Regions from separate parts of the Sus scrofa genome. Here region 2 is linked to region 1. The links are chromatin contacts, called in public HiChIP or PLAC-seq maps. All regions are on one chromosome and are shown on one strand. Each heading gives the region's core, a stretch centred on a gene start, on an enhancer-like site or on the middle of the called end of the contact. The rest is flanking DNA. Distances are from core to core; before and after follow the strand shown.

Region 1 (4,492 bases), core at 587-3,086:
TGCGGAGAAGATGCTGAGTCCAACTGAGAGCAGCTCCTAATTCGGCCAGGCCCTCAGGGCGAGGCAAACCCCTGCCAGGTCTCCAGCCCCCACCTCTAAGCTCCCCCCCCCCACCCAGCAAGTCAGCCGGGCCCGTGCTTAAACGCTCCGGCAGCGGGCTCAGCAGCAGGCTCGTGCCCAGCCCACGGCAGACACTCAAATCTGAACCCCCAGAGCCCTGCCGCGGTGGCACGTGGCAGACAGGCGTGAAGGATGGCGGTACAGGTACAGGCGCAGGACAAGCCAACTACACATCCCAGGAGGCAGTTCTGTGCCAGGCGCGTCGCAGTGCGCGCTGGGATACGTAGTCCCTCCAGGAACACCCAGAGGGGGCCGGCCCACACTGCGACTCCCATGCCAAGACACAGATGTTGCCTTGGAGGTTCCAGAAGCCGCCAGCATGGCCTTCCACGTCAGCCCGCCGTCTCCATCCCCCCAGCAACACGGTCACCAAGCAAGTCAGAGCAACCGCTCACACGGGAACCGAAACGCATTTTCTTCTGCTTGCTATTTACAGCAAAGCATCCTAAATATGAAAAATGCAAAACCTGAATCTAAGATGAAGCAACTGGAGCCCACGTCAAGGCCAAAATATCATCTTATGCGCATTTTTCCACGTAAGGCTGGTCTTTGAGGGCCTGCTGGCCACCTGTCCTCCCCTGGTGTCCCACTGGTCCTCCTCCAGCCTCAAGAAAGCCGCTCTCCCTCGTGGCCAGCTCCTGCCCCAGGCGGCCGGGGGAGCGGCACCTCCAGTGTGGCACACAGGAAGCGGAGAAGTTCGTTTTTAGTTAAGAAGTTGCCCAATTTGATAACTCTGTCAACCTCCCTCTTCTAAAGGACCAAAAGCCTCTTTATTTGTGGATTAAACAGAAGCCAAATAAACCCACACCTCAAAAAAGGCTGAGTTTCTCTCCTGCAGTATTTAACGTCGGAATGACACCAATTTTTTAATACTTCCGACGTTTTCCGTTAAGGTAAGGTTTGCCCACAGCGAAACACAAAGCTCTGACGTGTCCAATCTGGTGAATTTAGCAACCCCCTCAGAACCCACACCCCAATCTAGTTCCAAGGCCGGGGTTGACCTGTGCGCTCCCGGAAAGGAGTGCGGTGGGATCAGAGTTGCAAGAAACGCCAGGAAAGGACGCGAACACGGAGTCCCGCGGTCACTCTCCAGTTTTCAAGATCGCCTCGCTACACGCTGCACCTCGGTCTGAAGTTACCAACGGTGCGCAAGCTGTTCGCGGGGGGCTTTCCCTCGGCTTCCGCGGCGGCGCCGGGGCGGGTGGGCTGCCGGGTCCCTCCTCCCGCCGCGCCGGCTCCCGTGACGGGCTGAGCCCGGGGCGGCCGGGGCGGCGACCACCGCCCGCTCGACTCACCTGTTTGAAGCAGAAGGGCATGGTGAGGACACTGACCCCTACTATGCTGTTCACTATGTTCGTGATAAGCCCCCAGTTGGAGGCCGCGGCCGCGGTCATGGCGCGAGGCCTGGGGCCCCGGAGCCCCGGGTCCAAGGCGCCGGCAGGACGGTGGGGCGCGAGACCCCGAGGGGGACGCCGCCTGGAGGAGGCGGTCTCGCGGGAAGGCGGCGGGAGCAGTCACCCTCCAGGCCCCGCCAGGCCCCGCGGCCGCCTCATAGCTTCGTCCCCCGCTGGCTCCCGCGGGCCACCGCAGCGTCCCCGAGCCCAGACCGGGAAAAGCCGCGGGGAGCCGGCGAGAAACACTCCGGTGCTGCTCGGCGGCCGCCTGGGCACGCACACTTCCGCCTTCCGCGAGCTCCTCCGCCCGGAAGTGACGACGAGGGGCGGAGCTCGGGGCAGGGCGCTCACCAATGAAAGGCGGACCTCGGCGCCTGCAGGGGCGGGGCTTGGATGGACGCACACGGGGGGGTGGGGACGGGGTCTATGGGGCGCACCTGTCCCTACAGCCAGCTGATCCTCCCTGTGGAGCTGGCGTCCTGCGCCATGTCTTGCAGGGTCTGGAGCACAAGAGCTCGCCCCTTGTGGCCCCCATCCGGAAGAGCAGTGGAGGGCAGGAGGGAAAGGGCCACGTCACGCCTTCTGGAGAGGAGCAGGATTTTAAGCCTTCATTTTCAGCAATTACCCTCGAGACCGATTGGGAGAAGTGTGCTAGATGCGCGGGTCTCCGGGGCTGCACCTTCATGTCAGCGTTGATAACGGATTCCAGGAGTTAGCGCCCACGTTTTAGGAGTGGGACGCTGAGCACAGAGAGGCTGAGTTCCTCAGCAAGAGTACACAGTTCTAAAGAGTGGGCATGGAGGAGTTCGCGTTTTGGCTCATCAGGTTAAGGACCAGTCTCCGTGAAGATGTGTGTTTGACCCCTGGCCTGCCTAAGTGGGTTAAGGATCCAGCGATGCCACAGGCTGCAGCACAGGTCGCAGATGTGGCTCAGATTCGGTGTTGCCATAGTGTAGACCCCTGCTGCAGCTCCCATTCGACCCCTGGCCCAGGAACTTCCATATGCCACGATGCAGCCACAATTTAAAAAAAAAAAAAATTGGAGTTCCTGCTGTGGCACAACAGGTTAAGGATCCAGTATTGCAGCAGCTGTGGTGTAGGTCACACCTGGGTCTGGGATAGGATCCCTGTCCGGGCAACTTCCATATGCCGTGGATGCGGTGGAAAAACATTTTTTTAAATAAGCAATAATAAAATAGCCCGGAATATATATATCCATTCTCCTGCTGAGGGCCACCGAGTTGCTTCCAATTATTTGCCATTATAAACAGTGATTCAGTGAACACCACGGCCCTTGTCTTCTCGGGTGTTGGGGGGGCTCCAGGGTAAACCCGTAGAAGCAGAACTGCCGGTTCACGTGCAGGCACACCTTCATTTTACCAGGTATTGCCCAATCGCTCTTCAAGTAGTTATGAGAGTTCTTGCTAGTTTACATCAGAGGCTGGACAATTTTTTTGTTTGTTGTCTTTTCTAGGGCTGCACCGCGGCATATGGAGGGTCCCAGGCTAGGGGTCTAATCGGAGCTATAGCCACCAGCCTACACAACAGCCACAGCAACATAGGATCCGAGCCCCATCTACAACCTACATCACAGCTCACGGCAATGCCGGATCCTTGACCCACTGAGCAAGGCCAGGGATGGAACCTGCAACCTCATGGTTCCTAGTCGGATTTATTAGCCACCGAGCCACGACGGGAACTCCAGAGGCTGGTCAATTTTTCCTGCGAAGAGCCAGGTAGCAAATATTTTCTGTTTCAAAAGCCACATAGTGGAGTTCCCATTGTGGCTCAGTGGAACCAAGCCTGACTAGCATCCACGAGGACACAGGTTCGAGCCCTGGCCTGGCTCAGTGGGTTAAGGATCTGGCATTGCTGTGGCTGTGGTGTAGGCTGATAGCTCTGATTCAGCCCCTAGCCTGGGAACCTTCATGTGCCATGGGTGTGGCCCTAAAAAGACAAAAAAAAAAAAAAAACCACATAGTCTCTGCCATGACTATTGAAAGCAGCCCTAGACAACACATAAACAAATAAGTGTGACTGTGTTCTAACAAGACTCTATTTACAAAAGCATGGCTGCCCCATTTTGGCCAAGGGGCCATAGATCTTGGGCTCTGGCTGCACCCTGCCACAAACATTCATTTGGTAGTATCCTTTTGGCCAGTTTGGTGAGCAAAATGCAATCTCATTGTAGTCTTTAATCTGTTCTCCCTAATTACAAATGAGGTTAATCATCTACTCATATTTTTATTGTCCATTCATATCTCTTTTTTGTAAGGGCCATACCCACAGCCATATGGAAGTTCCCAGGCTAGGGGTCGAACGGGAGCTGCAGCCGCTGGCCCACACCACAGCCACAGCCACACAAGATGCGAAGTGCAGCTGTGACCTATGCAGCAGTGGGCAGCAATGCCAGATCCTTAATCCACTGAGCGAGGCCCGGGATCAAATCTGAGTCCTCATGGATACTAGCCGGGTTCTTAACCCACTGAGCCACAATGGGAACTCCTGTTTTGTATTTCTTGAAATGCTTGTTCATTTCTGGCCACTTTTCTAACGAGCTATTTGTCTTTGATTTTACAAATTCTGAGTTCGCTCAACGTGCCCGTGTCCCTGAATTGGGGTTTGTCTGTCTCCTCGTTGTGTTGGTTTTCCGTTGTTGTTGTTGTCGTTGTAACAAATCTGCTGACCAACACCATCTGTTCTTACGGTTCTGTGGGTCAGAGGTTCCGAATGGAGCTCCCCAGACTGAAATCAAGGTGTCAGCAGGTCGTCCCCTTCCTGGGAGCTCTCGGGGACCCTCCATTTCCTGCTCATTGGATCGGTGGCAAAATTCAGGTCCCTTGGGTGGTAGGACCACAGCCACCCATTTCCTACCAACTGAAAACTAGGGTCCGTTCCCAGTTTCTAGAGGCCACATTCCCTGGCTTGTGGCCCCCGTTCTCCAACTTCAAAGCCGGTGGCAGGGGAGGGGTCAACTT
Region 2 (4,098 bases), core at 421-2,920, 230 kb after region 1:
ATTCTATCTGTTCCTTTACAGCAGGGCGCAGCAGCCCACGTTTCCAAGCTAAGCTCGGTCTCTAACTCAAAGAGACAAACATAACTCACACTGAGGGAAATTATGGCTTCACTTTTGACATAGGCCGTAATGTAAAATATGACCCAGCGACAGGGACACGCAGTTCCTTGGGAACTTGGGTTTCCCTCTTTCTAAGAAAAGGAACTCAGAACACTTCTTGGGGGAGTCAAAGAATTGGTAAGATAAAAACCAGTTATCCCACAGAAATTTTTGGAAGATCTTTCCAAAATAATAGATGAAAACTTTTCTGTACAGCAGAAATTGACAGAACATTGTAGCGCAGCTATAATAGAAAAAACGAAAATCTTAAAAAAAAACTCACAACCTTTGAAATAAGTTTCAGAAGAATGATCTGTTTTAATTCCCGAGAAATGTGACAAGAGATCCATGCCACACCTAGCAGGAAACGGCCTTCTCTGAAACAACTCATTTGACCGTGGTTACCTGAATTCAGTTAAAAATAATACAGGACGGAGACAGTTTGAAAGCAGCTCTGAGTGTTAAATTCTTAGCCTATTTCTAGAACAGGGTTAGGAAATCTTATTCTAAAAGGAGTCAGTGGCTAGTTTCTCTTGGGCCACTTCCCTCTGCTCATCTCCAGGTGGTGAACCGTGCAGGAGGCCCCAGAGCCCCGAGCACAGAGCTGTGTATCCAGGAGGCATCACAGGAGGGGCTGGAAGCCCAGGGCTGGGGGTCCCCGCAGAGCCAGGACCGCGCCACTCGGGACACCTGGCCAAACCGCGAAGCCACCCCCGCCCTGCGAGGTTCTCGACACCACCTGCCCCCCGGTGCTGCTTCTGCTTCCCCGGGAAATCTCACGCAGTCCTCAATGCGGACCAACATATTCTGTGCAGCTGGTCTGAGGGGTTTTTTCCTGCCGCACTGACTTTTGAGAGGAAACTTTCTACAAGTTAACGCATGGCCGGCTTTTTCTGCTTTTCACTGGCTTTTCCGTTTGTGTCTTTTTTTTTTTACTTAAGAAAAACCTTCGGGTACAAAGTGAAATCGCCCTTTAGAACATCCCTTTAGACGGGCAGCTGTCAAGTTCTCCTTGCCGTCCGCCAGACCACCCTCCTCGCAGCTTCCTCTGGCGGGGAGGGGGTCCCCGTCGGTGGAAAGCGCCCTGCTTTCGGGGACCCGTAACAAGGCACTTCCTGGGGCGGCGGGAGGAGGCAGAAGAGATGGACGGCGGCGAGGCGGGGTCGTGGCCCCGGCCCCTGGCACCGGAGCCCCTCCGAGCGCGCCCGGCCAGCCCCCCGCGGCCCGGAATCGAGGCGGCAGGCACAGCCCAGCCCCTGCGGACGGCCCGGCTTCCCCGCCGGCCGAGACCCGGAGGTCGGGGGCCCGGCCGGCCCGGCGGAGGAGGGCAAGCCGCCGCGCTTCCCGCAGGCCGCGCCGGCAAATCTGCTGCCTCATCCCGGCGCCTCCCGCCCGGCCGCCCCACTCACGATGCTCTCGGCCATGGCGGCCGCTCCTGTCTCCGGGCTCGAGCCCCGGGCCGCCGCCGCCGCCGCCGCCTGCCGCCCCGCGGGCCTCGCAGCCCCGGCCCCGGCCTCAGCCCCGGCCCCGGCCTCCCGCCGCCGCCGCCACCGCCGCTCCAGCTTCGCCGCCGGCAGCCACCGCCGCGACGTCCGGTGCCTCGCCCGACGCGCTCCCCGGGCCCCGCGGCCGCGCAACTGGGTTCCGGCCGCGCACCGGGTTCCGGCCCCACCAACGGTCCGCGCCTGCGCAGCCCGGCCCCCCGCGCCCTGGGCTCCGCGCAGACGCGCGCCCCCGCTGGCCACGCGCGGGAGAGACGCTGCGGAGAGGTCGGCGGGCCCGGGGGCGTCGGCTCGGCCTGGCGTTCCCGACACCTGGTCACACGGAAACGGAGACAGGCTCGAGAAGGTGACATCACACCTTGATGATATACACACATATTTTAAAGAAAGCATTTTCCCTCAATCCTACGTAAGAGAAACGAGCGAGTTTTGACTGCATTTTTTAAGGCCGCACCCGAGGCACGTGGAGGTTCCCAGGCTAGGAGTCGAATCCGAGCTGCAGCTGCCGGTCTACACCACAGCCACAGCAACCTACACCACAGCTCATGGCAACGCCGGATCCTTAACCCACTGAGCGAGGTCAAGGATCGAACCTGCGGCCTGAGCCACGCCGGGAGCTTCTCAACTGCATTTTAGATAAATGCTTTTTGCCAGAGAGCCAATATCCTAAAATTGCCCACAGTGCCAGCTTCATGGGTACAGACCAGCGCTGTTTTTTGGAAGGGCCTGGCTTTAGGTTCGTGCTCTGCTATCACCGTCTTGCCGTCGTTAATAATTTTCAGCAAGGAGCTCTGCATTTGCAGCATTTGTGTGTGTGTGTGTGTGTGTGTGTGTGTGTGTGTCTTTTTGTCTTTTCTAGGGTCACACCCGTGGCATATGGAGGTTGCCAGGCTAGGGGTCCAATTGGAGCGGTAGCGGCCAGGCTACGCCAGAGCCACGGCAACACAGAATCCGAGCTGTGTCGGCAACCTACACCACAGCTCAGGCAATGCTGGATCCCCAACCCACTGAGCAAGGCCAGGGATCGAACCTGCAACCTCATGGTTCCTAGTCGGAGTTGTTAACCACTGAACCACAACGGGAACTCCAATTTTTTTTTTTCTGTCTTTTTGTCATTTTCAGCATTTTCATATTGCGCTGGGCTCTGCACATTTTGTAGCTGACCTTGCCTGAAATTATGAAAAAAAAAAAATGAGAACCTCAAAGAGAGTAAACTATGTTTTTTAACCCCCATGGATCAATTTCAGATTGTATTTATTTATTTTCTGTGCTGAAAAGAGTTAGGAAATTGTTACTCGGGAGGATGTGGGTTCAGTACCTGGCCTCGGTATTAACTGTGGTGTAGGCCGGCAGCTACAGCTCCGATTGGACCCCTAGCCTCGGAACCTCCATATGCTGCAGGTGCGGCCCTCAAAAGACAAAAATAAATAAATAAATAAAATATCGGCCAAAAAATTAAAAATAAAAAAATTGAAATAAAAGCTAAGATGGTCAAGAAAGCTGTCTCTGAGGAGACGAGGTTTGACAGGTCCCAGGTGAAGTGGGCCATGCAGATACCTGAGGGACGAGGCACACAGGACGAGGTGAAAGCGCACGCAAAGTCCAGGGGCCTGAGACGTGCTGGAGGCCCAGGAACCAGAACGGGCTGGGCTGGAGTTCCCCTGCGACACAGAGGGTTAAGGATCTGGCATTGTCACTCCAGCGGTGCGGGTCGCTGCTGTGGCTTACATTCACTCCCTGGCACAGGAACTTCCACGTGCCATGGGGAGTGACCAAAAAAAAAAAAAAAGACCTTCTGGCTGAGTGCAAAGAGGAAGGACAGGGAAGGCCTGGTTGGCAAGAACCCTGGAACCCTGGGAGACCTCTGGACGCTAGTCTAAGGGCGTGAGGAGGCCTTTGGAGGGGCAAGAGTGGAGGAGACCTGCTCTCTGGAGCCTGGACAGAGAACAGACCATGGGGGGGGGGCAGCGGGGCGGATGCAGTAGCCCAGAGGGCGGATCGTGTGGCAGCAAAGGCCTCGGGGAGCTGGCGTGGGGTTCTGATGCGGACACGTGTCCTGCACGCTCACCGTGGCCTTTTCTTCGTGTCCAGGACGGCCTCTTCTCGCATCTCCTCTCTCGAGGGCCCCCCTTGCACAGCAGGGCCAGGCCGGGGCTCCTGGCGGCGTCTCCCAGGCCGGACACACTCGGGCGTTGCTGGAGGACCCGTGTCTCTTGCTCTCAGCCCTGCTTACCCTGGAATCTCCCTTGTGTGTCTGTGACGGTGTTTCTTGGATTTCTTTTTGAGGTTACCTTGGTGGTTACATGCATTTTCTGGGGCTGCGGTAACAAAACACCCCAGACTGGGTGGCATAAATTGATCTTCTCCTGGTTCTGGAGGCCAAAGTCTGAGGCCAGGGTGACAGCTGGTTGGGCTCTTCTGAGGCCTCTCTCCTCCTTGGCAGACGGCCGCCTTCTTCCTGTGTCTTTCCTCTGTCCCGGTGCGTCCCGGTGTCTCT

What was found. HiChIP or PLAC-seq counts read pairs in DNA pulled down with a chosen protein or histone mark.
Region 2: a contact with region 1 is called in an H3K27ac HiChIP or PLAC-seq map of alveolar macrophages. The contact joins the promoter of NPLOC4 here to the promoter of SLC38A10 in region 1. A contact is called at or near these places in 2 of 2 datasets of contacts at active chromatin or transcription factors (alveolar macrophages and skeletal muscle).

The regions. Positions count from the first base shown.
Region 1 is chr12:1,478,589-1,483,080 of Sscrofa11.1, reverse strand. SLC38A10 (putative sodium-coupled neutral amino acid transporter 10) reads right to left here and starts at 1,836. Exons shown (of 18, transcript XM_005668573.2): 1 at 1,416-1,836. The coding sequence starts at 1,514.
Region 2 is chr12:1,248,949-1,253,046 of Sscrofa11.1, reverse strand. NPLOC4 (nuclear protein localization protein 4 homolog) reads right to left here and starts at 1,670. Exons shown (of 17, transcript XM_021066476.1): 1 at 1,509-1,670. The coding sequence starts at 1,523. It overlaps TSPAN10 (tetraspanin-10), which reads left to right and starts at 1,812. Exons shown (of 4, transcript XM_021066469.1): 1 at 1,812-1,947.